Linked DNA regions of Mus musculus: all the other regions are linked to region 3. A link is a contact called in public HiChIP or PLAC-seq and promoter capture Hi-C data. All regions are on one chromosome and are shown on one strand. Each heading gives the region's core, a stretch centred on a gene start, on an enhancer-like site or on the middle of the called end of the contact. The rest is flanking DNA. Distances are from core to core; before and after follow the strand shown.

What was found. Promoter capture Hi-C pulls out the DNA fragments that hold promoters and counts their contacts. HiChIP or PLAC-seq counts read pairs in DNA pulled down with a chosen protein or histone mark. Capture Hi-C pulls out chosen DNA fragments and counts their contacts.
Region 1: a contact with region 3 is called in a promoter capture Hi-C map of liver, with 4 times the contacts expected there. The contact joins the promoter of Vps13b here to the promoter of Fbxo43 in region 3. A contact is called at or near these places in 13 of 39 promoter capture datasets (3T3-L1-derived adipocytes, HPC-7-derived erythroid cells, cranial neural crest and 7 more), 20 of 115 datasets of contacts at active chromatin or transcription factors (DN3 thymocytes, the NIH/3T3 cell line, acute myeloid leukemia and 13 more) and 2 of 9 other capture datasets (adipose tissue and liver).
Region 2: a promoter capture Hi-C map of embryonic stem cells shows a contact between it and region 3, with 2.4 times the contacts expected there. The contact joins the enhancer-like site here to the promoter of Fbxo43 in region 3. A contact is called at or near these places in 8 of 39 promoter capture datasets (3T3-L1-derived adipocytes, embryonic stem cells, frontonasal cranial neural crest and 5 more), 3 of 115 datasets of contacts at active chromatin or transcription factors (T-cell acute lymphoblastic leukemia, large pre-B cells and pro-B cells) and 2 of 9 other capture datasets (adipose tissue and macrophages).
Region 4: a promoter capture Hi-C map of hematopoietic stem and progenitor cells shows a contact between it and region 3, with 5 times the contacts expected there. The contact joins the promoter of A830021M18Rik here to the promoter of Fbxo43 in region 3. A contact is called at or near these places in 10 of 39 promoter capture datasets (the C10 cell line, cranial neural crest, embryonic stem cells and 5 more), 31 of 484 Hi-C or Micro-C datasets (B cells, the C3H10T1/2 cell line, CD4 T cells and 22 more), 13 of 115 datasets of contacts at active chromatin or transcription factors (the 230-238 cell line, DN3 thymocytes, cardiomyocytes and 9 more) and 3 of 9 other capture datasets (embryonic stem cells, liver and macrophages).
Region 5: a contact with region 3 is called in an H3K27ac HiChIP or PLAC-seq map of acute myeloid leukemia, with 10 times the contacts expected there. The contact joins the enhancer-like site here to the promoter of Fbxo43 in region 3. A contact is called at or near these places in 3 of 39 promoter capture datasets (cranial neural crest, maxillary cranial neural crest and second pharyngeal arch cranial neural crest), 7 of 484 Hi-C or Micro-C datasets (CD8 T cells, DN2 thymocytes, Th2 cells and 4 more) and 3 of 115 datasets of contacts at active chromatin or transcription factors (the 230-238 cell line, acute myeloid leukemia and embryonic basal ganglia).
Region 6: a contact with region 3 is called in a promoter capture Hi-C map of hippocampal neurons, with 2.2 times the contacts expected there. The contact joins the enhancer-like site here to the promoter of Fbxo43 in region 3. A contact is called at or near these places in 7 of 39 promoter capture datasets (the 3T3-L1 cell line, 3T3-L1-derived adipocytes, the HPC-7 cell line and 3 more) and 1 of 484 Hi-C or Micro-C datasets (the N1E-115 cell line).
Region 7: a promoter capture Hi-C map of hippocampal neurons shows a contact between it and region 3, with 3 times the contacts expected there. The contact joins the enhancer-like site here to the promoter of Fbxo43 in region 3. A contact is called at or near these places in 8 of 39 promoter capture datasets (the C10 cell line, embryonic stem cells, fetal liver and 4 more) and 2 of 115 datasets of contacts at active chromatin or transcription factors (bone marrow-derived macrophages and microglia).

What each region holds. Positions count from the first base shown.
Region 1 is chr15:35,369,298-35,372,719 of GRCm38.p6, reverse strand. It overlaps Vps13b (vacuolar protein sorting 13B), which reads right to left and starts at 1,602. Exons shown (of 62, transcript NM_177151.4): 1 at 943-1,602; 2 at 613-787. The coding sequence starts at 759. LOC115488525 (a long non-coding RNA gene) reads left to right here. Exons shown (of 2, transcript XR_003951638.1): 1 at 1-25; 2 at 560-2,492.
Region 2 is chr15:36,759,449-36,763,132 of GRCm38.p6, reverse strand. No RefSeq gene overlaps it. Among named protein-coding and RNA genes, the nearest start is that of Gm41297, 33 kb to the right of the region's middle. Within about 2 kb of position 2,337, at least 43 of the 459 cell types and tissues checked have an H3K27ac peak or open chromatin away from gene starts, as enhancers often do. A contact at or near this core is called in embryonic stem cells, where this site is marked.
Region 3 is chr15:36,163,446-36,166,987 of GRCm38.p6, reverse strand. It overlaps Fbxo43 (F-box protein 43), which reads left to right and starts at 2,127. Exons shown (of 5, transcript NM_001081253.2): 1 at 2,127-2,518.
Region 4 is chr15:36,724,545-36,728,116 of GRCm38.p6, reverse strand. A830021M18Rik (a long non-coding RNA gene) reads right to left here and starts at 1,872. Exons shown (of 3, transcript XR_875150.3): 1 at 1,149-1,872. It overlaps Gm41297 (a long non-coding RNA gene), which reads left to right. Exons shown (of 3, transcript XR_875152.2): 1 at 1-402.
Region 5 is chr15:35,267,434-35,271,370 of GRCm38.p6, reverse strand. It overlaps Gm33497 (a long non-coding RNA gene), which reads right to left. Exons shown (of 3, transcript XR_875131.2): 3 at 1,068-2,982. The region is part of intron 1 of Gm52178 (a long non-coding RNA gene); the gene reads left to right. Among named protein-coding and RNA genes, the nearest start is that of Gm52178, 27 kb to the left of the region's middle. Within about 2 kb of position 1,525, at least 17 of the 459 cell types and tissues checked have an H3K27ac peak or open chromatin away from gene starts, as enhancers often do. A contact at or near this core is called in acute myeloid leukemia, where this site is marked.
Region 6 is chr15:37,030,299-37,034,115 of GRCm38.p6, reverse strand. No RefSeq gene overlaps it. Among named protein-coding and RNA genes, the nearest start is that of Gm34724, 14 kb to the left of the region's middle. Within about 2 kb of position 2,330, at least 99 of the 459 cell types and tissues checked have an H3K27ac peak or open chromatin away from gene starts, as enhancers often do. A contact at or near this core is called in hippocampal neurons, where this site is marked.
Region 7 is chr15:36,978,449-36,982,125 of GRCm38.p6, reverse strand. No RefSeq gene overlaps it. Among named protein-coding and RNA genes, the nearest start is that of Zfp706, 27 kb to the left of the region's middle. Within about 2 kb of position 1,730, at least 188 of the 459 cell types and tissues checked have an H3K27ac peak or open chromatin away from gene starts, as enhancers often do. A contact at or near this core is called in embryonic stem cells and hippocampal neurons, where this site is marked.

The sequences.
Region 1 (3,422 bases), core at 353-2,852, 790 kb after region 3:
TTGGCATATGTCATTGATAAATGTGGTAAGTGAATTATTGAGTATGTGAACTTTGAAGTCAGAGTTATTTGCATCAGATCATTCCAATGCCAAACCAAAAAAAAAAAAAAAAAAAAAAAAGAAAAAACCTTAAAAAGTGATTAGTAAAGATGTTTCCAGTTTTACCATCATTCTCAACCTGTGTCTAGTCAATCTGAGGATCCATGAGTGATGTCATTTCTCCTGGTAAAAGGAACAGAACTTTACATGTGCGTGCTCTTGCTGTTTTTCACACTCGCCCACTGACCCAAAAGAAGAACAAGCATGTAATGTTTCCCCGTTTCATATGACATTGTAAGAGTGTGCATATTTGGCAGTGCTTGAGAACTGAGTAAACAAGCTGAAATTTCTATCGGCTGAAAAAATGTTGGGGAATCCTAACAGAATAAGCCCTTACGAGGCAAAAAGCCTTGTATTTGTTTGTTTGTTTGTTTGTTTGTTTTCTATAAAATGAAGTCTCTAACTACACAGTAGGCAAAACACGCTAACAGGAAATTTATTATCATTCAAAACATACTAGACAGGCTATGTCTATCAAGACGAAGATGTTCCGATGGCAGCTGTACTGCTTACCTGTTCCAGAACGTCCAACTTTAACTCGAGTTTGCTGAGAACCACGTCCCCACCCCATAGTGAAAGCTGGAGATCTGAAGGTTTTAAGTTCTTGATATAGCGATTCACATAACTCATTAAAATTGGAGTTACGTACGACTCCAGCATCTTCAAATTTAAGCGTCGAAGTCAGATCCTGAAAAGGGTAAAGACGGAAATTTTGTAAGTAACTGAATCGACAGGCAGCAACTGGAAATGCACTTCTCAGGAAGCTTGGCAAGGCCGCTCTCCCGGATCGCCCGCCCGCCCTCCGGGTCCGGGCGCGAGCTCCCCGCTAACTGAGCGCCTCACCTGACGAGGAGTAGGCAGAGAGGCTGGAGGCGGCCGGCCCCCGGGCGTGGGAGGACAGCACGTCCTGCTTCACTCCTACCCTAGCGCAGCCCAGCCAGAGGCGGTCGACTCCCGGAACGCAGGCGGATCTCCGGCCATAGGACCGAGCTGGCGTCAGGCCCGCTGCTGCCGCCGCCGCCGCACCCGCTCCAAGGTAAACACGCCACAGAGCGGCGGCGTGCGCTCTTCCTCCGGGTACCTGGCGTCCGCCGCGGAAACGCCTCACGCGTTCCGCGCCACTTCCGGGTGTGCGGGCTTCGCCGTCCGTCAGGTTTCCGCGGTGGGGACAAGGACCCCGCGCGTCTGCCTGCCTGGGACGACTCCGGCTTGGCTAGGCCGGGATCCCCGCTGCCACCGCTCTGGGTTAGGAATTAACTCTACGAAGAGCTCGGTGCGGGATGCGGACCGGTAAAGTGGAAGCACCGGCGATCCGGAAGTGGCGCTGCAGGGACACGGCGATGGCCGGGACGTGACCCAATACTGCCCAAGAGGCTTAGTAGTCGGAGGCGGCAGGAACGCAGGGTGCCGTGGAGGCGGGAGAAGTAGCCTTCGTTCTTCAAGCCCAGAAAATTGAGAAACGGTTGTTTTCCGTGGCTACTGGAAGAACTGGAAAGAGGAACTGGGATTCGGTAGGGTGGAGGTCAAAGACAGGTGGGAGGAGCTAAGAAAGGCGGAAGATTTAAATTTACTGCTGAAGTTTTTTTGCAAGGCCGGGAAAGTGGACGTGGGTACACAGTTGAGATCAGGGGTGAACAGCTTAAAAGAGTGAGCTTAAACCATACTGTACATAATCTCGTTCTCAAAGCAGAGGTGAAATAGCCCCTAGTTAGTGTGCATAGGGTGCATGGAATGGAGAGGACTGGCCTACCGTCTAATATGGAGGTCCCCAAAAAGCTGAGAGAATGTGAAAATAAGAGTCCTGAGCCAAAAGTGAAATAAGTGGTAAGGACAGTGTGGATTATGTTACGATGAAATAGATGTATAGATGTTAGTAGTGGTAACTTGTGGGCTAACAGCAATAACTCAAACATCTACCTTAGAAGATAATAGACTGAGTGGATAGAAATAGCATGGGATATGCTGCCTTTTTTTTTTTTTTAAACCAGCCTCTCTTAATTTTAGGTAACTTTTGAAGAAAACATAGTGTCTTGAAAATAGTTTTCCTTTATAGGTTATTCAATGCCCACTCATAAAACTTTTGAAATTAAAAAAAAATACTATTTCTTGAGAGAATTGGAGATTGCTATAGAAAATGGTATTCGTGAGACTGCCAAAGTTCATTTTAATAGTGAAAATAATGAATTAGATTTCGCAGGCAGAAAAAACAGCAAGCAATTGCTAATTCACAGCAGCTGCTTCCTCAAAAGCCTTAATAAATGACCATGTAATGTGAATGTTATGAAAGCCTAATTAGCAAAATAAACATTTTTCTTGTTACCCAAAATACTTGAACAGCAACTAGGTTGAATCCATGGCTGAGAAGTTTTAATATTAAAATTCCCATAAATCTATACATGTGTGACAATCTAATAAAACACTATCAGGATGTTACTCAGATGCTTAAAATAATATATAGAGTGCTAAACATGAAGTTTTTCTTTTATATCCAGAAAAAAGGTGCCAAATCCCTAGCCTAAAAACATTATCTGGATACAATTTGTTTGTTTACTAAAAGTTAATCATTTTCAACCCATGAGTGTTGTTCTATAATCAAAGTAAGTTTAATTCATTTGTATTATTATTGTTTGTCAAATGAGTAGGCTTCTCCAAAGATCCTCTGTTCTCACATCTTTTTTAAGATTTATTTATTTATTATATGTAAGTACACTGTAGCTATCTTCAGACACCCCTGAAGAGGGCAGCAGGTCTCATTATGGATGGTTGTGAGCCACCATGTGGTTGCTGGGATTTGAACTCAGGACCTTCAGAAGAGCAGTCAATGCTCTTAACCACTGAGCCATCTCTCCAAACCTCTCACATCTTTTCTAAGGCAATATACATAAACACAATATATTTTTGAAGTCTCTTCTGAAAGACCATGAGGCAAATTGGGTAGACAGTAAATCTACAGAAGTAGGTCTCAATCTAGCTCAGAACAGGCTGCTTAGCAGAAACTTTCTCACCATTAAATATACTATTAGCTGTAGGATTTTTGTAGACCTATGTTAGCAAGTGGAGAAAGTTCTCTGTTTCAAGCTTGTGTGTGTGTGTGTGTGTGTGTGTGTGTGTGTGTGTGTGTTTCGTGAGTTAAGTGGATCACCTCCAAAGAAGAAATAGAATAAAACAGGAACAGAATTCAGAGTACTACAATCATATCTGCAATATTTTATCTTAAAATACTTGATGCTAGAATGGTGTTTCTCAGAAATTATTAATGTCCAGGGCCGGTGAGATAGCTCAGCCAGTAAAGACACTTGCTGTCAAGCCTGACAGTCATAGTT
Region 2 (3,684 bases), core at 1,088-3,587, 600 kb before region 3:
CAGAGGCAGGCGGATTTCTGAGTTCGAGGCCAGCCTGGTCTATAAAGTGAGTTCCAGGACAGCCAGGGCTACACAGAAAAACCCTGTCTCGAAAAAACAAAAAAAAAAAAAAACAAAAAACAAAACAACAAAATATCATAGATGGTGTGGCTTAAAGAACAAACAGTTCTCAAGTAGTGAACTGACAGATTCAGATGTGGTCAGTTTTCCTGGCTTGTAGATAGATGCCTTGCCTCCCTGGGTCCTCACCCAGGGTTGGGAGACTTTCAATTTCAGTTTTTCCCTTATAAGGACATTAATCTTATCATGGGGCCCCACCCTCATGACTTCATTCATTTCTAATGACAAATGTTCCATCTCTGAGTATCATGGCACTACTGCATGGGCACATTGGCAGTTGATGCCCCCGTTACGTAGCGAGAAGCATGCCTGGAGAGGGGGCATGCTTGCCCAAGCCATGCCACTGAAAACTGACCAAGCAGGAATTGGGTCTGAACTCCAATAGGCCAATGCTCATGATCTCTTAACCACTGCTGGAAGGATTACAAACATTGGGCTCACGGCAGGCACAGAAAATGTTTTTCTATCCCCAAACAGAGGAACAGGGAACTGAGAGCCAAAAGTAACCTTGAAGGTCACCCAAGTCTAGATCAAAGAAAGCTGAGGTCTGGAGCTGCCCCCAGCCAAAGCAGAGCTGGGAAGAAAAGCTCTAGGCCCTGACTCTTGCCTGGGGTACTTGCCCCACCCCAGGCCAGGCTAGCTCTCGCCATGATGAGTCTCCACACTCTGTTTTAATGATTCATCCTCTTGCTGCCAGCAGTGTGTGTCACTGCCCACAACCAGCTCACACCCCCGGCTCGTCCCACTCGGAGACACCAAAATGACAAAACCAGCTGATTTTATAGCCCTGTTTTTATCATTTTAATATTAGGAAGGAGTCTGCTTAGCTGTTAGAATGGGTAAATTGGGATCGAGCTGACACTCGCACCATCCTTGATCACTCTGGGACCAGTTCCGGAAAGACTCTAAGCTAGGAAGATTCCGTGTCAGGGGAAGGGAAAGACCTGCTTGGTGCCTGCTGCCCTTAAGTATGGAGTCAGATGGCTCTGTGAATTCAAAACAAAACTAATCCTTGATACCATTTTTCTTCCCCGAACCTCAGATTTCTTATTGGTAAATTAGGAATGAGCTGTGGTGAAGACTAAGCAGTTCAATAAACAGAAGTGAAGCTTGCAGACAGGCACTGCGACCTATGTTCTCCAGGCTCTGATGACTCCAGGAGATGACTGGCCAGCACCAAAACTAAACCATGTAAGGAGCAAGGGCCTTGACCTTGGTGATGGAAGTACTTTGACACAAAGATGATGTTGGGTTTGACCAACCATGTCAGGCACTGAGGCTAATAGGCATGCCCAGGGAGACTGACACAGAGGTGGAGACCCATCTTGTACTGGCCCTGCCTGGCCACCGAGGGTCTCCCTGACCCAGCTGCCTTTTAACTTTCACTTCCCATTTAGAAATCAGATGCCTTGGTGGGGCAGGAAAACAGAACCTCTCACCCAGGAGACATGTTGGAGCTGGAGCCTGGCCCCCATCACTTGAACAACAGACAGTGCGGCCAAGGGAATTTACTGCACCTATCCTTAGCTGTAAAATGCAAAGGGTCATGGCCTCTATCTTGAGGGGAAATGTAGAATCTGACTAATATAATATAGCGAATCAACCCTAAGATGTATTGGCTGAGAACACACCACTCACTGTGTCTCAGAGTTGTGTGCCCAGGAATGTTTGTGAGGCTCTTGGGAGAACTGGCTCCATCCCTCACCTGGGCAGTAGAGTGTGTAGTTTTTGTTACCCTGCCGTAAGCTTCAGGAACAGGCTGCAGGCTGCGCTACCAGCCCCTATGCACACACACACACCAGTTAATCTCAAAATGCCTTTGCTAACTCAATGACTGGGTACTGCTAAACATCCCCTGCCACTCTGGCATAATCAGATACAGTGACCATTGACTCACATGGCTGGTTGGCTTTATCTCCTTTAACTCCCTCTCTCCTAGGTCTGCTAGCTTGCCTGTGGGGACCTTGGAAGTCCCACCTGTTCTGCCCAGGTCATTGACAGCTAGCATCTTTATTGATGAATCGAGAACCTATTGAAGAACAGGACCTCAGCATCAGCACCACCCCCTATAGAGCAGCACAGTAGAGCTGACCCTGATGGTGGGGGTGCAGGTGAGATGCTCTGACAGCATGAGCGTGGGAGAGCTGGCCCAGCCCCTTACTGGCTGCAGCACTAGGGAGAATGGGCCTTGAACCTTAGCTGAGCAGCACAGCAGAACTCCCCCTGGTGGCAAAGGTAGGGATACGCTGCCTCCCACCACATGAGAACATGAGAACAGGCAGGTAGACCTTGACCCTGGCCAGTTGTAGCATTGGATGAGCTAGGGCAGTGCTGTAGAGCTCACACTGGTGGCTCGGGTGCAGGAGTGTTGCAGTAAATCTCCCAAATATGCCCTGGTAATGAAAACACAACACAGTTAATATGATTACATGCAGTGCGTCTAGATTGGGCATATCTACCGCTACACTACCATCTTCCACAGCTCATGAGACCCCTTAGAACTTGCGGTTTCTCCAGGCCATGTGCTTCTGCTCTGCTTTTCTTCCTCCTCCTCCTCCTCTGCATTTTCTCCTTCTTCTCTCCCTCACCTTCTGCTCCACCTTCCCTTTTATCTGCCCAATCATCAGCTTTCCTTTATTTTACAAATTAAGGTGGGAAGCAGGTTTACAGGAAATCACCTGAGTGCTGACTCATTCCTCATTCACATGAAACCCTTCACTGGAGAATGGAATTAACATAAAATGTAATTAGCCCCAGGGCTATCCACAACATTGGAGAGCTGGCAGACTGACCAACTCAGCTACCCCCCAGACCAAGGTCTAGCACTTTGAGCTGGCACACCCCAACATCTGTCCCATCTATGATCTGCTGGAATTTGTGAAGGGGCCAGCCCTGCAGATCCAAAGCTGAAGGAACTCCATGGCACAGGACAACAGAATATCTGAGAGGTGTCCCAGTGAGGATCCGGTATTGATGGTATAGCAGAAGATGGTGTAGCCTTGAAACAGAGCCATGACTCATTGCAATGAACATTTGCTCTGAGGTCAGGAACAGTTTAATCAAATTATTCAGGGTATGGGTGGCTCTCTAGAGAGTGGTTTGTTATCAGTTTGGTCTTCCCCACTCCCTTTCCCACTCCTATTACCCCCATCTCTGTCTGTCTGTCTGTCTGTCTGTCTGTCTGTCTGTCTGTCTGTCATGTGCTTGCAGACTTATAAGGAAACAAGAAGGTCCTCACTACATGTGGTCCCTCGATCTTGGACTTTACATCCCCTGGACACATGAGCTAAATAAATGTCTACCGTGTGTGTGGCTTATCCAGCCCGAGGTTTTCTGTTCCAGTAGCAGAAGACAGGACAAAAGGTCCACATGACAGGGGAGACAAAAGGAGGCTGAGGGGTTCACCTAGTGGCCAGGTGTTGTATACTGCCTGGGCCCCTGCTTTCTACCCTGTCTTACTGTTCCTAGGTCTGTGTCCTTTGCTGGCTCCTTCTCTTCCTGGTTATGTCATCATTTATGTGTGGGAGGGATCGGGGAGGATGCTTGGTCTGAGTCACAGACCTT
Region 3 (3,542 bases), core at 878-3,377:
TTACAAGAGCAGGAGAGCATCGTAACAGAGTGTTTCCTAGGCATCCCACCAAATAAAATCAAATACCCTGCTCATATAGCCAGAGGAAGGGTATGTAATGCCAACACAGTATTACGCGTTTAGATCCAGTCAAAGGAGTCTCTGTTAGGTCTCTGGTTGGGGGGCACTACTCCCCTGGCTTAAATGGAAGTGGTTTGAGGGTCAATGAGAGTTCATTAAGGCTTGGGATAGCAAAAAGTGCAGGGGAAATAAACCTAGGAATGATACTGGATGAGGTGGTTGTGTAGATGCTGGTAAAGACGTGAATGTGACAGCCTATCAGGGCAGCAAGGAAGAGTGCAGTAGCTTCTAACTAGGGAGTCAACCTCCTCAGGAATCTTTATCTACAGGAAAATGAACATGGGGAGTGCTCACTATCAGAGATTACACAAACACAGTGGTTTTAAACATTTTTAAATGTGTATCTTTGTGAATATATGCCATGTGTGTGCGAGTGCCTGCAGAGGTCAGAAAAGGGTGTCAATTCCCAAAGTTGCAGTTCTGGGCAGTTGTAAGCAGTGTGGTAAGGGTGCTGGGAACAAAACTCAGGTCCTTTGAAAGAGTAGCAAGTGCCCTTATCAGCTGAGCTGTCAAATTCTAACTGGTTTAATGGTTAGCACCTGCCCAGTGCCCTAGGGAGTGAGGGCACTCTCACCTGTTTATAAACAAGCCTCATTAAGAAACTGTGCCCTGTTCATCTTTGCATGAATAGCATGTAGCTTGAGCTTACTTTTGAGTTTGGGTATTTTAAGCCTATTTGTCAACGCTAAGGAGAATCCTCAGAGAAGAGGGTAGTGGTTGTTACTAGCTTAAAGGTGGCAGCTGAGGTTCTGATTGAGACCTGTGTCAATTTGGAGAAGATAAAACTTTGAACACTGCCTAGGTGGAATGTCTTGTTGCAGTGGTCCCAGGAAGAAAAGAGTCTCTGCTCGGAGAAGACCAGCTAGACAGGCGATGGGGGTCAGGCTGTGCATTCTTGGAACACTGAATGAAAGCCAAGACTTTAAATGTATTTGGTGTGATAGGTTCTTGGCTGTTTCTGATCCCTAAAAAGGAATGTCTGAAACCAATAAACACAGTCACTCATTTATTCATAACTTTTGTTTTGTTGGTTTTTTTTTTTTTTTTTTCAGGTCAGTGGCTATGTAGCTTAGGCTGACCTGAAACTTGGTATGTAGACATGGCTGGTCTCTATGGAGATCCTCTGCCTCCTGACTGCAGAGACTATAGAGGTGTGACTCACAACTTTTTTCTTTTTTGTCTATTCACAAAATTTATATATTTGTTCACTGTAGAAACGAGGGCAAAATCATAAACTATTTTTAAAAAAAATCATTAACCAGGTGTGGTGGCACACGCCAGAACTTGGAAGGTGGAATGAGGAGGATCGGGAGTTCAAGTCCAGCCTGGACTTCATGTGACACGGTCTTAAACACACACACACACACACACACACACACACACACACACACACACACACACACACAAAACCAAAACCAAAGTTGGGGGGTGTTGCTGGGTTTATTGGGGCACTCCTGTAATCCTAGCCATTGGAAGATGAAGGCAGGAAAATCAGGAGTTCCAGGACAGTCTTGGCTACCTAACAAGTTCAAGTGGACTCCCAGGGACCACTGCCACTCTCTTAACCCAAAATCAAATAGTTAGGAAGTCAACCTCTCCGTCCTTATGCTGTATTTACGCCTTTACTATCCAAAGCTGTTGATAGGATTCTTTGACTTTGTACATCGGGCGAAACACTTCCAGGGATGATGCCTGGCACTGCAGGTTTTCTAACCGATGCGTCCCTCCAGTCTGGTCGCACGCAGTGATGCAGGGACCAACAGAGAGCTGGATGGAGCAGGGCGGAGCTGCGAAGGGATGAGGGCGGGGAGGCGGGGCGAGCGCTCAGACGGAAGGTGGGGAGGGTGGTGCCCTGGGCGGGGAAAGGTGGCAGGGGCGGGCTCGGCCGAGGCTCCCGGCTCAGGTGGGCGGCGCGGCCCAGGTGCGCCGGCCCGCAGCCGCTCCGCCCTCCTCCCAGGGGCGTCTCCCGCCCGCACGCCCGCCCGCACGTCCGGGTGACGACCGTTAGTCCCGCCCGCAGCAGACGGCTCGGCAGCTCCGGTGGGGGGGCATCTCTGGTCTCTAGTCGGGAGATTCCCCCAGGTCCAAGACTGGCTGGAGAGAGGCCGGAGAGTGCGGCTGCTGCGGGGCGGAGAGATTCCGAGCGACTTGACCTTCCCAGCCGCTGCCCCTCCTGAAGCCGTCCCGGCGCTGCTCCGGGCTCCGTTAATTGTTGAGGTTTTTCTCTTAAGTGGTGGTACCTCGGCATGAACTTTAAAGGCAAAGATGACAGACTTTGTTGTTTGGAAGCCTACCTTACTTTGACATGTCTTAAGAACTCAAGGTTGACTGGTGGTAAGATATTCCACTTTAATGAGAGCATCGGTTTAACGAAGCAGTTTTCTGACTTGTATAGGGCGTAAGTCTTTTTTTTTTATTTTTATTTTTTTTTATTTTGCGTAAGTCTTTGTAGATAGGAGTTCTGAGTGATTTATCAGAACTTTTTTTTTTTTTTGCCATCAAAAGGTTTGTTTGATTCATCAGCCTGTGGTTGCATGAATAATTTTCAAAGTTTGAAGCAGGCATTTTGGTGTATAAGCAAGATGAGGATGAAGGCAGCGACAGAGTCTCTGGTTTTCCCAAGTAGGGAGCGTGTATCAGGGCTCCTACTTTATTCCCAACGGTTTTTAGCTTCCATTTCCCAAATCTTATGCTGGTGAGGCACCTAGTGGTGAAGTGGCAGAACAGGTCACTTTTAGAATAAATTTCACATGGAATAAAATTCAATACAATACAGTAAATGCACATGCTCTAACTTTCGCAAATTGATTGAATTAATATTTTTTCAGGAGAAAGTGATTTATGAGAGGAAACATTGTAACTTACTATTTGGAGCAATTTGTAGAAAGCAGAGCTTAATCATCTTGTCCTACCAGGCATGCGCAGAAGTTAGTCATAAGCACAGGGGATCAGAAGTCAAAACTGCCCAAAAGCGGAAGAGGCTTAAAAATCACTTTGCTTTATAGCAGTGAGCCTCGGATCTTGTGGTTTTTGTAGCAGGTTATTTTGTAATATTTAAACTACATATTTAACTTACATACCATACATGTCTAAGTCCATGTGGCCGAACGAGAGAAATGACTTCTATGGCATGCTATGTTTGCATGTGTGTCACCCACAAATAAATGTTAAAAAGAAAAAACATAGTGGTTTTTTTCTGATTTATTTTTAATTATGTATGTCTGTGTATGTGCATGAGTACAGTGCCCATAGAGACATACATAGAGACACTATTGAACATGAGGATGTGAGCTGGGAACCGAGCCTGGGTATCTGGTGAGAGCAGTGCAAAAGCTCTTGACCTCTGAGCCGCAGCCCCAGCCTCGCCTGGTGAGCTTTGAAAGGAAATAACTGAACACAGAGACATTAGAATGTTGCAACCG
Region 4 (3,572 bases), core at 623-3,122, 560 kb before region 3:
CTGGGGACTGCCTGTAACAAATATGGCACTGAAGCTACAACCAGCCACATGACTGCCCTCATCTAAGATGGCACTGAAGCAATAGCATAGCAAAACCTTATCTGCCTACAACAAAGACAGTCACAGAACTTCCCCTAGTTAAGATGGCGCTAAAAGTCACTGTTATCCCCTAGAATGGAGCTGTAGGAATGTGCCTGTGTGACTTAGAATGGAACAACAGAAGCATTACAAAGACAAACATACTGATGAATCTAAGCAGTGCAGCGTGAGGGGCGTGGCTTGGCGGCAAGCGATGGCTACGGGAGTGTGCCTGTGGCTTGGCAGAGCAGAATATCAGCATGGGGGTCAAGAGTAGAGAGCAGCGCCTGAAGCAGCGTTCTGTCTTCTAGCAACTCTGCTCAGGTTGGAGAGCAAGTGTGCTCCAGGCACTCAGGGCGGTGGGGCGCGCGCGAGAGATCACGCCGTGCCACAGAGCACTGGGTGGCAGGGTTGAGTAGGCGGGGCTGGGGGGCCGTAGCTGCAGCTGTGTCCTTGCTGCCAGAGCTCTAGTCAACTGGCTGCTGTGGAGTCAGGTCAAACAGGGAGGGAGACAGCAAGGGGGAATGTGGAGAGCTCAGGATTGTCAGGCAGCACCGCCCTGAACAGAGAGTGAGGGGCGGATGGAAAGTACGTGGTGGCGGCAGAATCAGGGGAGCAGGGAACCGGGAGTGGAGAGCAAGCAGCAAGAAAACGTGGGGTAGGGAATGGTCTACAGATCGCTAGCTAGAGAGTTGTAAAAGTTTGCTATTAAAGTTCCAGTAAACGGCCATTTAGAGTTATTCTTTGATGGGTATAGGGGCCAAATTTTAACCAGGAGACGTGCTAGCAAAGATATTCCCTTCTGGGTGAGAATAGGAGCAAGTGACTTCCCCGTTCCCCGGTGTCTCTAGTACAAATGTGATAGCTAGAAACAGAGGCAGCCAAAACAGATCACCAGCCACGCAGTGAACTAGCAGCTGAGCTGCGGGACCAGTGCACGAGCTGTGTGTGGGGCTCAGAGCCTGAGGGAGGATGGTTTGCCTAAGCGTAGGATTTTTTCAGCAGTGTGCAAGAGAAGCCAAGAGAAAAACCGTCAGAGAAAGAGAGACAGAGACAGAGAGAGCACTCACCCAGGGGTAGAGGTCCGAGAACGAAGCATCAGTAAGAAGACCAGGACACCACGGGGTGGCTGCAAGCTCAACAGCCCTCCCTTGGGACCAGAGGGCGTTTATGCTGACCAGTGAGAGTAGGGAGCTTTACCAATTCTCCAGTGCTTGGGTGGAGAGGTCTAGCAAGAGATCCATCCCATGGCTGCAAAGTCCATGTGGCAGCACGGAAATATGAGCTCATGCAACCTGTGAGTTTCTAAATCCCAGGCACAGCACCCGTGTTGGTAGAGGCGCTGTATGGTGGGTGAGGTGGAAGGGCTGCCTCCACAGGCCCCCGCTGAGGCATCCCCTCCCCCTGAGGCATGGTATGGAGTTTATTTAGGGCATGGGGAAGGTGGGAGGCAGAGAAAGGCGGGAGGTGGGGAGAGGAGAGGGAGAAGCAGGCCAGGAACACATGGGGAGAGGAAGGGGGGAGCGGGAGAAGGGGCAGGTAGTAAGAAAGAGGATCAGACAGCGAGGAAGAGACATGCAGACCCTTTTAGAGTGAGCCAGGCATACCTGGCTATTGCCAGGTCATGCCAACAGTAACTTCTGCTCTTTAGCAGCCTGTAGTGACATTAATTCTCTTTACATTTAGACAATTTAAGTGTCTAAAGATTGGTGACCCAACCAGGAGAGCAATAGCAAAGCATTATATGGCAAGCATTTGTACCACACTCCCTTGTGACATAGCCCAGCCCATCAAAGGTCTGTACCACACCCTCTTGTGACATAGCCCAGCCCATCAAGTACCAGCATCCTCCCAGGTGTATGTTAGCTTCCTCCAGCTGTGGGCCGCGTTGGGTGCCAGAAGTGCTTCTCTGTCCTCTGTTTCCTCCCTCAGGGTGTCCAGGCACCAGGCTTGAAGGATGAAGTGGAGTCTGGAACAGGTTGGGACTGGCTCTCAGTCCAGCTGAACTCACATGTGGGCATGGGGTGGAGGGCTTCACCAAGGAAGGCCTTCTCTGGCGATTTTAGTCTTACAGCTCTTTTAGATGACTCCCAATGAAGTGGCTCTTAGATGGTCTTCAGTGAAATAGCTGGTGCTCACTTACTTTATTTGGGTGGACAAGGGCTGTATATGAACTTTGGAGAGTGGAGAGGAGTTTTCAGGGTGAATGTTGATGACTGGCTGGAGCTCAGTGAACTGGGAACGCCTCTTTTGTGTGGAAAAGCTCTCCAGGAATCCCAGGTATTTGCTGGGCAGGTTCTTATGGGGTGTAGGGAGAGGAATTTGTAGGTTTGCCAAGGACCCCATTACCTTCCTCAGGTAGAGGATGGGGGGGTAGTCAGAGAAGTGGAAGCCCTGCTAGAAAAAGGGAATTCTCCATTTTGTGCTGAGCTCAGAGGAGCTACACAAAACATGGGGATGTTCCATTAGCTGAATGTTGCTAGAGGAGTGATCTTACACGCGTTCGCAACCGGCCAGGAAAGACGCAACAAACCAGAATCTTCTGCGGCAAAGCTTTATTGCTTACTCAGGAGCAAGAGAGGAAGAGCGCGGCAGAGAGAGGCAGAGAGGAAGAGAGAGAGAGAGAGACACAGAGAGACGCAGAGAGAGAGGCAGAGAGAGGGGCAGAGAGGGAGAGAGGCAGAGAGCAGAGGAAGAGAGCAGAGGAAAAGACGAAGAGGCGAAGAGATGAAGAGAAGAAGAAACGAAGAGACGAAGAGGCGAAGAGAAAGAGTGCCAGAACCCCGTCCCTTTTAAGGAGAATTATCCTCCGCCTAGGACGTGTCGCTCCCTGATTGGCTGCAGCCCATTGGCCCAGTTGTCATCACAAAAAAGGCAGAGCACATGGCGGGAAAACTGCCCCTGCACATGTGCAGATTATTTACTACTTAGAACACAGCTGTCAGCGCCATCTTATAATGGCAAATGTGAGTGCGGCTCCCCACAGAGTGAAGCCCAAAGACTTGTGTCAAGGTGCTCATGAGTCCAGCATGGGACAGTCTGGGAAAGCCGGAGTTTATGGAGTTTATAGGTCAGTGGTCTCCAGAGGTTGGCAGATGAAGATGCAGAATACAGGTTTCTTCAGCTATTCCTCATATTTTGAGGGTGGCATACACCATTTTGCTCAAAGCCTGTAGAATAGAGACAGAAGTGGGGGCTGATGCAGAGCTAGAACACACTACAGTGGCACACTCGTTGTAACAACTCCAAAACACGTTTGTGTCCAGTGACAAACACTGCCCTCCCCCTCTGCTGGCTCCCCTCCAGCTTCCTACAATCCACCACATACAAGGTGACATCAGACCAGAGGAGCGGCTCTAAGACTTCTCTCCATGATGCAACTAGTGTATGAGCTGTCCTGATTATCCAGGGTCCACACCAGGCTGCTGGCTAAGTATCTTGAACTATGCTGCTGAGTCTACTAGGGAGAATTTTAAGAAAACCTCCTCCCTGGA
Region 5 (3,937 bases), core at 276-2,775, 900 kb after region 3:
CGCATGTGTGCACATGTGCCTATGTTTTTTAAATTACATGGTCATGTTTATTTCTCACCTAGTACGAATCTTTACCATGCCATTACTTAGAAAGTGCAACAGAGACCTTAGTCTGACTGTTTAATTTGAGATCCCCAGAGTGTGAAGTGTTGACCTTAGTGTTTATTGGATGTATAATAATTAAGAGTGGTATTCAGAGGGCATAGGGAAAGCAAGCGGGCTCATCTCTGGTAGAGACTGACTCCACATAGCTTGCCTCTTGCCTTCTTTTTTTATATGTTTGCATCTTTCCCAGCAGGTTTACAACAAAGTTGGCAGCTGAAGTTTTTATACTTCATTTAATTATTCATTAAAATTTTAATCACTTTATTTACTTATTCATCTCCTGTGTGTGTGTGTGTGTGTGTGTGTGTGTGTGTGTGTGTGTGTGTGTGTACTTTTGTGTCAGGTGGAGGTCTGAGGTAGCTTGCAGGAGGGAGTCAGTTTTCTTCTTCTACATTGTGGGTCCTGAGCATGAACCACAGGTAGTCACGCTTAGTGAAACATTCTTAGCTAGTTTAGCTGCCCCACGTGCTGTATTTTGAAGAAACTTCCATACTTGAGCTTTCTCGGGCTTATTAATGCCACAACAGTTGGGGGAATGCCTTTAAACAGTGAGGAAGCCCTGTGGAGCCGCTGCTCTGAACAGGAACTCAATATACAGCCGAGGGTCTCTGAAATGGGAACAGAAGTCATTTGCTCTCCAGCCTCAGACTCTGAAAATGCTGCCGAAGGTAAGAGAATGGACAAAAGACCCTTTAAGTGTGGGATAGCCATAGGTAGGAAGGAAGAGTGGGTAGTAGGGTGTATAGAAGAGCTGGATTGATGTTCACAGATGGGTGCTCTCTCAGTGGGTGTCTGGTGATACAAGAGTGATGGATACACCCATTGGAGGACAACTTTTATAAGACTCAGATTTTAAAATTACACACACATAGTCAGTATTAATAAATTTTTTTTGCATTTCACAAAATTTACTCAAATAATAAAATAATTAACATTCAAGTAGCTTCCAAGAATAAGGAAGTAAATTTGTCAGTTTGCACACTCACTTTGAGTGCATCGGCCTTGCCTTGGGGGGTGGGTACTTCTTCACTTCTGCGGGGAAGTCAAACCTCAGAGAGAGAGAGAGTTTAAGGGTCTGTCACTTATCCATCAAGGCTGCAGTCCAAAGTCAGGAACTTGGTGTCACATAACACATAAATGAGACAGTGCTGGATGAAAACAGATTCATCTCCTAGTGTTCAGGAATGTTCTGTCACCCCTGGCCACTGCGCCTCGTCTTATCTGTCTTTAAGGCACTTGCTCAGTCTATCAGCGCCTTTAGCTCTCCAATGCCCCCAAGCATACACTGCTGGTTCCACCAGCCTGTGTGGAGAACTCACAGTTAGAAATCCATTCTTCTTAAAGAGCCATGAGGACAGTTTGAAAGGATGAAATACAACCCGATATAATTAACACGTCAATAGTGGCAACATGAAACCCACAGTTGAGCAATTTGGGCCTGTGCAAGCAAACAGATGAGATAATTTGAAGCTCCTTGCTGTGTGAGTAGGGTGTGTGTGTGTGTACCTGTATGAGTGTGCTTACGCATAGCCAAACCTACAGATCTTTCTTTAAGTTTTACTTATATTTTGTTTGTTTGTTTGTTTATTATTTGTTTGTATGTGTGTGTTTGCTCATGTGTGCCATGGTGCACATGCAGAGGTCACAGCATAACTTGGGGAAATGTCCTGCTATATGGGGCCTGGTGATCCAACCCAGGCCATCATGCAAGAGCCCTTACCTGAGGACAGTCTCCCCCATAGATAACTTAGTGCATCTGTTTTTAATTGGCTTCACTGAGCAGTCAAGCACTAAAACAGTTTTAACCTAAATGTATCAAATCATTGTAAAGACATTTGGATGGCTAGAAACTGAAGAAACAGAATTTCTAGGCATTCTAGCCTACTGAATTCAGTTGTGTTTGGAGTAGTGTGCTGTGGCTCAACGCTTTCTCAGCTGAGCCTTGCCCTCAACCCTGGGCTTCTGGTGGTTAGAATGCAGAGGCCCGAGGCCTGTCTGGAGAGAGGGACCCCGGTGCCTCAGCCTGTGGACTCTAAAGCCCTTCACTGCCCTGGAAGACTGTCTCTAGTCATGGATTCTTTGTTCCCAAGCAGAGATAGGAATTTTTGCCTGTTGTGGAGGGATCTTCCCTTGGGTTTGGTCACATGGAGGTGTGGAAAGGGATTTAGTTTTATGTCTGAGTGAGTGAGTGAATGTGGGGCAAACGTTTTGAACCCAAATGGCTGTGTGAAATGTCCTTACCTGGCGTCCCCTCTCCTTGGCAGTGTGCAGGAGCTTGTGAATACCTTGTCCCAAGCAGGCTGGGCACAGGCCAAGAGTCTTGCATAGCACGTGTGGGTGTTGAATCAACAATTCTGCTTATGACTCTCCAGGGACTCTTCTTTGAAGATTATGCAACTCTGGCTAAGAGTATGGCTTTGCCTTACTGCTTTACAGACTGGATTAACTTCGTGAAAACAAACAACAGCTTCTCTCCTCCCATTTAGGCAATTTACATTTTTTTTTCTTCTGTTTCTGACGAAATGATGTGAAGGAAGAGAGAATTCTACTGGGCACACTTTTCTGATTTTGTTGCAATTTGCAAAGCACGTTCACCATGTGGCTATAGAAGAAGCTTAAACTAACACATTTTTAAAGAAATCAAGCTCTCAGTATATGTGAAAGTTTCAGTATATAAGACATTCCTGGGTGTTAGCGATGGCCCAGCAGGTTAAACTGCCTGCCCTGAAGCCTGAGGCACTGGGTCTAGATCCCGACATCCACTCACGCTGGGTGTGCCATCCACGCTGGGTGTGCCTGGCTGGGATGCGCAGAGTTCTGGGACATGCTGGCCAGTCTAGCCAAGTCTGTGAGTTCCAGATCAGGGAGAGATCCTGTCTGAAAAAATAAAGTGAAGAAGAGACTGACAAAGACATTTGACGCACGAATGCATGCACAATGTTAAAAAAAAAAAGATAAAAGTTTGATGATAAAATAATCTGGAACATTATTAAATTTTGCCAATGATTCTCCTGGATCCCTTACTTTTTAATTTTTGGGTATTAAAATAGGCTGTGTCATGTCTTTATTTTTTTTTTTTTCAGTTTACCTGATTACTTAATATAATAGAATGTTCTACTCTTTGTTTATTTCAGTGTTGCAAATTGTTAACTGGTATTAGTTACCTTTCTATTTATTGGAGAATGTAGTTGTTTTCTTAACAATGTGCAAAAAATCCCTTTCCCATAAAGGTAAATAAATAAACTTGTTTATTTGATTAGTGGCTTTTTGTTTCTTTGGCTTTTGGTTCTGGGGACTGAAGCCAGTTGGTGTGTCACACATACTAAGCACAAGCTTTAGCACTGAGCTATATCCGGCCAGATTTTAACTAATTAAGCATCTACTGATGATAAGCTCAGAAGATGTGGGGTTGAGTAAAGTAAGCATGGTCTGGGCTCTCACAGAGCTTATATTTCTGGAAAGGCTAAAGATTAAACTATCTGTAAGTGTTAGGAAAGTGCAGAACAGAGAAAGAAAGGGCAACATCATAAAATAATTTAAATCAGAAGTTAGGAAAAGTTCTCTTGGTAAGAAAGTGCCATTTGGGCCCAGTGCTGAAAGGTGAGGCGGGAGAAGCTTACAGAAGTGATCAAAACCACTTACCCAGACAGAGAAGGACGTTTGAACAAAGATGCCCAGGCAGGAGGAGTGCAAGACAAGTCTGTCTAGGACACAGTGAACAGCAGAGATGCTGACAGAGAGTCCTGGAGAAGGGGGCGGGGCTACGTGGGGGAGGGGTGTGGCAGTTGCTCTGCTGCAAAAGGTGAGCCAGCAGTGATTGAAAAGCTTTGAG
Region 6 (3,817 bases), core at 1,081-3,580, 870 kb before region 3:
CCAGGTGGCTGGAGCAGAAAGAGTAAGAGGTAGACATGCAGGTGGCAGAGCTTTCCTACCACAATAAGGAGTCTAGGCCTTATCCTCCATGCTGCTAGAAAGCACTAAATGGCTGTTTTTAAATGACACCCAGGGTTGCTGAGGGACAGGACAGACTGATGGCATCATGCTCACTTGGGAGCTATATCAAATGCAAAATCATTGTCCCTCTCAAACCTAGATTAAGAATCTACACAAGGCCCAAGGACATTCATTCCCATATTTTAGATGCACTTAAGCTGGGAAGACATGGCAGTTTGACTGAGAGATTAAACAGTTTGACTGAGTTTGACTGAGAGATTAAAAAAAGGAAGGCAGGGCTACCACACAGGGAGTCATGACATCTGGGTTTGGGTTGGAACTATAAGCTTGCCTCAGAGTTTACCATGTAGAGATGATGGCTGGATGGATGCAGCCTGTAACCCTAGTGTCTGGCAGCAGACTTAATGTGAGGCAGAACCCTGGAGAGCTCCTAGAAGCCAAGATTGGAGGAGAAAGTTGTGCAGGCCTTAACTGACATCAGTGGATGGTGTTTTATGATGCTGGAGCGTCTTTCATTACCCAAAGTTCTGTCTATCCCAAATGATGAAAAAGACTTGGTGTCTGAGCAGAGCTGCATACTTCAGTAAAATTATTTCCGAGGAAGGCCAACAGGCAGAGGTGAAGGGGTACAGAGAAGGAAGCACCCTTCTCGATGTTGTTTGCTTGCAAAGATCTTCTTGATCTTGCAACAAGAGCTTAACTTTGTCCCAGATTCAGGGATTGAGACCCAAAACAGAAACTTCCAGAACATTAATGACAGTGATGATCTTGATCATGGAAAATCATCAGAACGTGGTGAGGGATGGAGAGATGAGGAGTCAGAGCTCCTCAGTGCTACCAAAGCCCTCTGACCACTCCCATCTGTCTCAACCAGAGCTGTGTGTAGCAAATGGTGATTCTACTAATATTCCATAGACTCTAGGAGAGACCACGTGTGCTATTCCCATGGAGCTGATGGGAAGGGAGGCAGGTGTGTAAGGACTGGAACAACTGGAGTTTCACACACTGTTGGTGAAACTGACTATGAGAAAAGAGACTGCCCTGTGTGACAGTGTCTTATGGAGTTAAGCAGTTTCCTGCCATATGAGTTAGCAAGGCTAGGGAAAATACACCTTCATAAATTCTTACATAAATCCCCATAGCAACCCTACTCATGATAGACCAAAAAATAAAATAAAGAAAAAAGAAGCCAAATGTCCTATTCAACTACAGAAATAACCTAATGTACTTTGTGCAATGGGAAATTACTCCCCAATAAAAAAATTTTTAAATGTACCATGGATCCAAGCAATAACAAGAGCAAAAAAAAACTCAGATCCAGGGCCTGGAGAGATGGCTCAACTGTCAAGCATGTTGCTCCTTTATGAGGGCCTAAGCTAGCTCCCAGCACATCCATGGAACATCTCACAAACCTATAACTCTAGCTCCAAGGGATCCAAAGACTCCCTTCTGACAGCCATAGACACTGGTGTACACACACTCACATACACACTCACATACACACTCACACATACTCACAGGCAGCACTCATACACTTGCAGCACTCATACACTTGCGCACATACAACATACTGATACATGGAGAAATCTTTTTTTAAAAAGCATCCAGAAAAAGAATACATGGTGTACAGTGTCATCTATATGAAACTTTCAAGAAGGCTAAATTCACCTATTATGATGGGAGTCAGGCCTATTGCTGTCTATAAGATGGAGCAGGATTGAAAAGAAAGAGACAAAGGATAACTTTGTGGGGTGACAGAAATGTTCAACGTCCTGATTAGGAGTCACACTTAACACCTAGGAGCAGATGTAAATTTTATATTAAAGAAAATCAAGTTTTAATTAGTAGCAACAAAATCCTTCTGGTCTTTGTCACATGCCTCTGTCTACAGGTAGCCCCACCCCAGATGCCTCTGTCTACAGATAGCCCCGCCCCAGATGCCTCTGTCTACAGGTAGCCCCGCCCCAGATGCCTCTGTCTACAGGTAGCCCCGCCCCAGATGCCTCTGTCTACAGGTAGCCCTGCCCCAGATATCTCTGCCTACATGTAGCCCCACCCCAGAAAATCCTGTGAGAACTACTCAGCAAACCTCGTCTGAAAAGAATGTGGCAGAGGGATGGGCAGTTTGCAGAACTCAGGGCATCTGGGTTGAGCAAAGGCTTTTGTGCAAGCTTAGAACAATGCCTGTAATGTTGTAGCCATGAAGTTATAACACCCCCACAGGAGCCTTGTGTCGCTGAAAGGCTCATTCAGAGTGGGCTCACATCTCCAGCCAAGCTGCAGTGCCTGATGGATTGCTCAGCTGCTCTTGCAGGCAGTTCTGGTCTCAATAGCAACTGGGGGAGGGAAGGAACATTCCAGACTTCTGGGTAGAAAAAATTCAGTCCAGTATAAAGAGCTCCAAATGAACAACCAGAGAACAAGACCATAACATACTGAGGGGACTTGCTTCTCCTCCTGTCATATGCTCTGTCCTAGCTGAGCTTAGAGTGGATTACCTCGACCACTGACTCCATTCATTGTGGACCCTGGGCTGTGCCTGCATTTGGAATGCTGAGGAATGTAGATGCAAGCAGACCTGTATCCTGAGTGACTCAGATGGGAGCTGCTGAGCTCCTATCAGGCTTCAGTCAGTTTGAGCTCTCTGAAAGGAAAATGATCAGGAATAATGACAATTCTCATTCTGCAAACAAGGAAATCAGACTCAGAAGACAATGGAAGAGATAGTCCAGGCCACACGGGAAGCTGCAGATCTGAGTTCTGAGTTCAGGCACTCTGTTTCTGAGTTCTGTGTTCTTTTTGACAAACAATATGACTAAGATAGATATGAGCCTTCCCCCCACTGTAAATGTTTGCCTTCTGTCTGAAAGATGCCGGGAAATCATAAGCACAGGCCTGGGAGGGAAGGATGACGATGAGCACCAGGCTGTGCCAGGCCTGAGGACTGCTCTCAGGCTAGTACTGGCAGCCTCTGAGTGGGCATGGAAGTAGAGGCATGGCTCAGACTGGGATTCCACATCCACAGTGTTGTCATAGGTGAGTAGCTGGGGGCAGGGATGTCTAGCCAAGCAGCTACTGTGTGTGTGTGGGGGGGTGTAATTTAGGGACATTTAGGGACTGCAGGTGTAATTGGTTTGTAGAATGTTTGTCTTGGGCTCAGTCCCCAGGACCACAAAAGCTGGGAACACCTGGAATTCCAATACTTGTGAGGTAGAGAGGAGAAGATCCAGAATCCAAAGTCGGCTTCAACTACACGGTGAATTTTAGGCTAGCCTGGGCTATTTAAGACCCCCATCTCAACAAAACAACAGCAAACAAACAAACAGAACAATGAAAAACGAGAAATTAATTTCTTGACATTCTGGAGGCTATAAGCTGAAGCCCAAGGTGCCGGCATACAGGAAGCTTCACCGTACAGTGTTCTTGCATGGTGGAAGACAGAAGGGAAATTGAAAAACAGGTAGACACCATGCCCTCTCTCATAAGGGACAAAGCAGAAGAAAGCACATCCAGCCTTACAGACTCTTTATGTCTGTTTACTTGTTTTAATTTCAGAAGGAAAGCAGAACCTCCTAAGGCCTATCTATGAGCACCAGCCTACTCACGAACCACTTTCTGCCACTTGATATTCATGGCCATGGCCATCCAAGAGGCATCCTTCAGGGTAGCTGAAATCTAAACGTTTGTTAAGTCAAGGAGGCTGTTTCCCTGAAGGCTGCCTCAGCTCTTGGATAGT
Region 7 (3,677 bases), core at 481-2,980, 820 kb before region 3:
ATTTTAAGTGTAGCATTTTTTGAAAGCTCTTTCCTATGTGACATCCATTTTTTTTCCACATGAACAAGTAACCCTTTCTGCTTCTCCATCAAATACCTTGTTCTCAAAATTACAAAAGGTGGAACAAATGTGTTTGAAAGAGCATCCTGCCTAGAAGATGTGCACAATGTGTTTGTGTCTCCAGGCCCTGGAATCATGTTAGGGAACTGGAAATATTTTTTGATCTATATGAATACCTGCATGTTTTTAAAGCTTAGGGAAAATGAGAGCGAAGAGTCTGAAAGGAACTGAGTAATGAACGTAACACACTAGATTGGAGGAGTTCTTTCCTGAAAAAAAAATTACAAAATGCATAGTTTAAGCATGCAGTTTGTAATTGGACATGGTGGTATATTCCTGTCCATTCTAGCATCCAGAAGATAGAAACAGGAGGGTCGGAAGTTTGAGGCCACCTAAGAACACGTGACTAAAGGTCAGCCTGGATGCATGCTAAGACAGCAACAAAGAACAATGTTTATGAATGAAACTTTAAGAAGGAAAAACAGGCCGTTCCTACCTAGTCCTAACATCTGTCCCAGAGCCTCCAAACAGTGTTGCCTGATCTGATGGAGTGAGCTAAACTCAATTGATCCTGTTTAGGCAAATTCACAACTGCTTGGCCAGCCTTCCCCAAATCCCACTGGCACTGGAGTGAGAGAGGTTAGCCCTCCTTGGGGCTCCCCCTGCCTGGTTCTGAGACGCATTCAAGCTGTTGCTGTGACCTCTGTATTTATGAGAGTGAATTTTAACAGTGGATCTTTTCAGAGTGGTGCTGTCCTCTAGCCAGGGAGGAATGTATGCTGGGGTGTGGATCAGCCACTACAGCTACTCCTCACGATTCCTTTCCAAACCTTTCCCCCTCCCCACAGCTAGGAAATAATACACGGCACTCTGCATCGGCTTGCTGGTTTCCTGGACTCCCTTGGCTGTGATTTTCCAGCTTTAACTGGTCACAAGATCTGAAGCAGACCATGGACAGCTGTGGTCCCTGCTCACTGTGCACACACAGCTTCTGTGTTCTGAAACCGTGCTGGTCAAGTTCACCAACTTCAGATTGGCCAGAGAGACAGCAGATTCTATAGATGAAGCTGGAGACTGACTGTGGGGGCATTTTTATCTCTACTCACTAGATACATATCTAATCGCATTGTTTTTTTCTGAAATTATTATTTTTTGAGATAATCTAGCATAGAACTTCATTCCTTTTCATTGTTCCCAGGTCAGTTAGTTGTAGACAAAGATAAATTTGCTCTCCAGATAGAAATTATTTACCATAAGACGATTTTCAAAAGTTCTATCTGATTTTTGTTCTGTGTATGGGTGTTTTGCCTACATGTACCACGTGTGTGTCTGGTGTCCGAGGAGGCCAGAAAAAGGAATTAGATTCCCTGGACTGGAGTTACAGTTGTGAGCAGTTGTTCAGGTACTGGAGATCAAACTGAAGTTCTCTGAAGAGCAGACAGTGTTCTTAACCTCTGAGCGGTCCGTTTAGCCCCTTAAGGTCTATATTTTGGACTATAGGCTCAGCCGCATGAAGCAAAACCAACATCTTGGCAACAATATGACAACCGACTCTTCTTAGGTTGATAGAGTAATAGGCTGCACGCCAGGCCCTACTCCAGGGCCCTGGTGATGACTAGGAATCCAGTTCATGCCTTACTGCTGCATCTCTGAGGAGTAGCCCTCATGGGCAGAGTCCAGATACCCATAGCAGCTGCATCTTGATCCAAGCCAGGAAAGAGGAATAAGGGAGGAGGGTCCGCCTAAGAGGAAGCACTCATGCCCGCTGCCCCTCCCCCACCCCAACGAAAAGGAAATCTAGAAAATGTCACTATGAGGTATCCTGTAAAAAAACGCTATGGAGAGGGGGAAAGAACAGACTCCAGGGCACAATTAACAGTCTCTCCAGAATATTCCTGCAGGGAATTCCAGAGGAGGCAAGGCAGTGGGTGATCCAAGCAGGGAATCGTCTTTCTCTTACCAAAAGTGTAGTTTCAGGCCTCAGGTGGCTCCACCCACACAAAGTCTGGCTCTCTGCATCCCTCAAGCTGGTGGTGGGCTGCTCTCCCGCTAGGTGGCCAGGAGCACCGGCTTCTGCCCCGCCTACTCCCTGTGGCCTCATTAGCATATTGCACGACCTGCCTATGGGGTCGTAGGTGAAGAGCTGGTCGCAAAGGTAAGGGAGGGAGTGGGTGTCGATGCAAAGCTATTTAGAAAAGAAATCTGTTTTTTTTTTTTTTTCTGTGTGCCTCTTCTGTATGAGCACCGTCTGCTTTCTTGTCGTTGCACGCGTCACTTGTCACCAGAACGTTTTTCCGTTGTCTCCTGGGCGTTTGTCTTACCCTTCTAGAGTCAGCCACTCCTCCCTCTTCTCCTAGCATTCAAGCAAACCCACATACATTCCCTTCCCTCGCTTTGCTTTTGGAAACAGAACGCTGCTTTCTGTTAACAGAAAGAAGAAAGGGGTGTGGGGTGGGGGAGCCAACGGTTCCATCTCTATGTCCACATGGCGGATCTCAAGGCAGGATTCTTTTCCACCTGTGTGGAACTTTAATTAGTTCAAGTGGGAGGTCTGTGCCAAGAAATAGGGTGCGCTTTTGTCGCAGTGGGGATCAGCCAAGCAGATTTCCTCCCTCACTGCCGTTTCACACCAAACCCCACTCTCAGCTTTTTTGCTGAAGCTCTGTCTGTGTATTAGACCCAGGGTCTGAAGACGGCCAGGAGCTGCCCCACAGACCCACGGGAGCAGAACACAAGCACCAGCAACGGCTTGTCACACTTAGCTTCTCTTCTCAGCCTCACACCCACCCTACTATGAAATAAGCCATGACACCCCCATTTGACTGATGATAATAATTAGTGGATGGATAAGTGTGTCAGAGAATATTTTCAAGTATTGCCTAAGGTTAAAGATGGATATAACATTTCAACAGTAACAGTGTGCTACATGCTATCCTCTTGCTATGGTCCAAGGTCGCTGCCATTGCTCTGGCTTCCACAGTTCTAACCCTCAGTCAGGTTTGCCCTTTCCTGCTTTGGTGTGTGGTCAGGAGGGCATAAGCGACGTCCATCATTCTGCTGACTTAAATTTTTCTACCTGGAGCTTTGGAGGGTCACTTTGAGTCTGACACAAGAGAGGAAAGCTATACTGGTGCACTACCTGAGAACCAGACATTTGCAGGCTGGAGCTCCACGGTGAAGTGCTTTGCTCAGCATGTGCTAAGCCTGGGTTTGTTCCCCAGCACTGAAAAAATAATGCATAAAGCTTAAAGAACAGGGAGCTAGAGAGGTAGCCTAGCAGTTACGAACTCTGCTCTTCCTGAAGACCCAGCTGAACTCCCAGGACACACAAGGTGGTTCACAATCTTCATTAACTCCAGTTCCAAGGGACACTCTCTTCTGGCTTCCACAGGCACCAGGCATGCACATGACATATAGACATGCATGCAGACAAAACACCAATATATACAAAACAATAATAGAAAGATAAAATAACATATATATATATATATATATATATATATCCTTTCAGAAACCTGATTATTTCCTTTCTAATGGAAATTCTGGGTGTTTACATGCAATACTCTATACTTGAAAAGGAGAAAGAGTATCTCCTGGGATAATAACTGGCTGTTGTT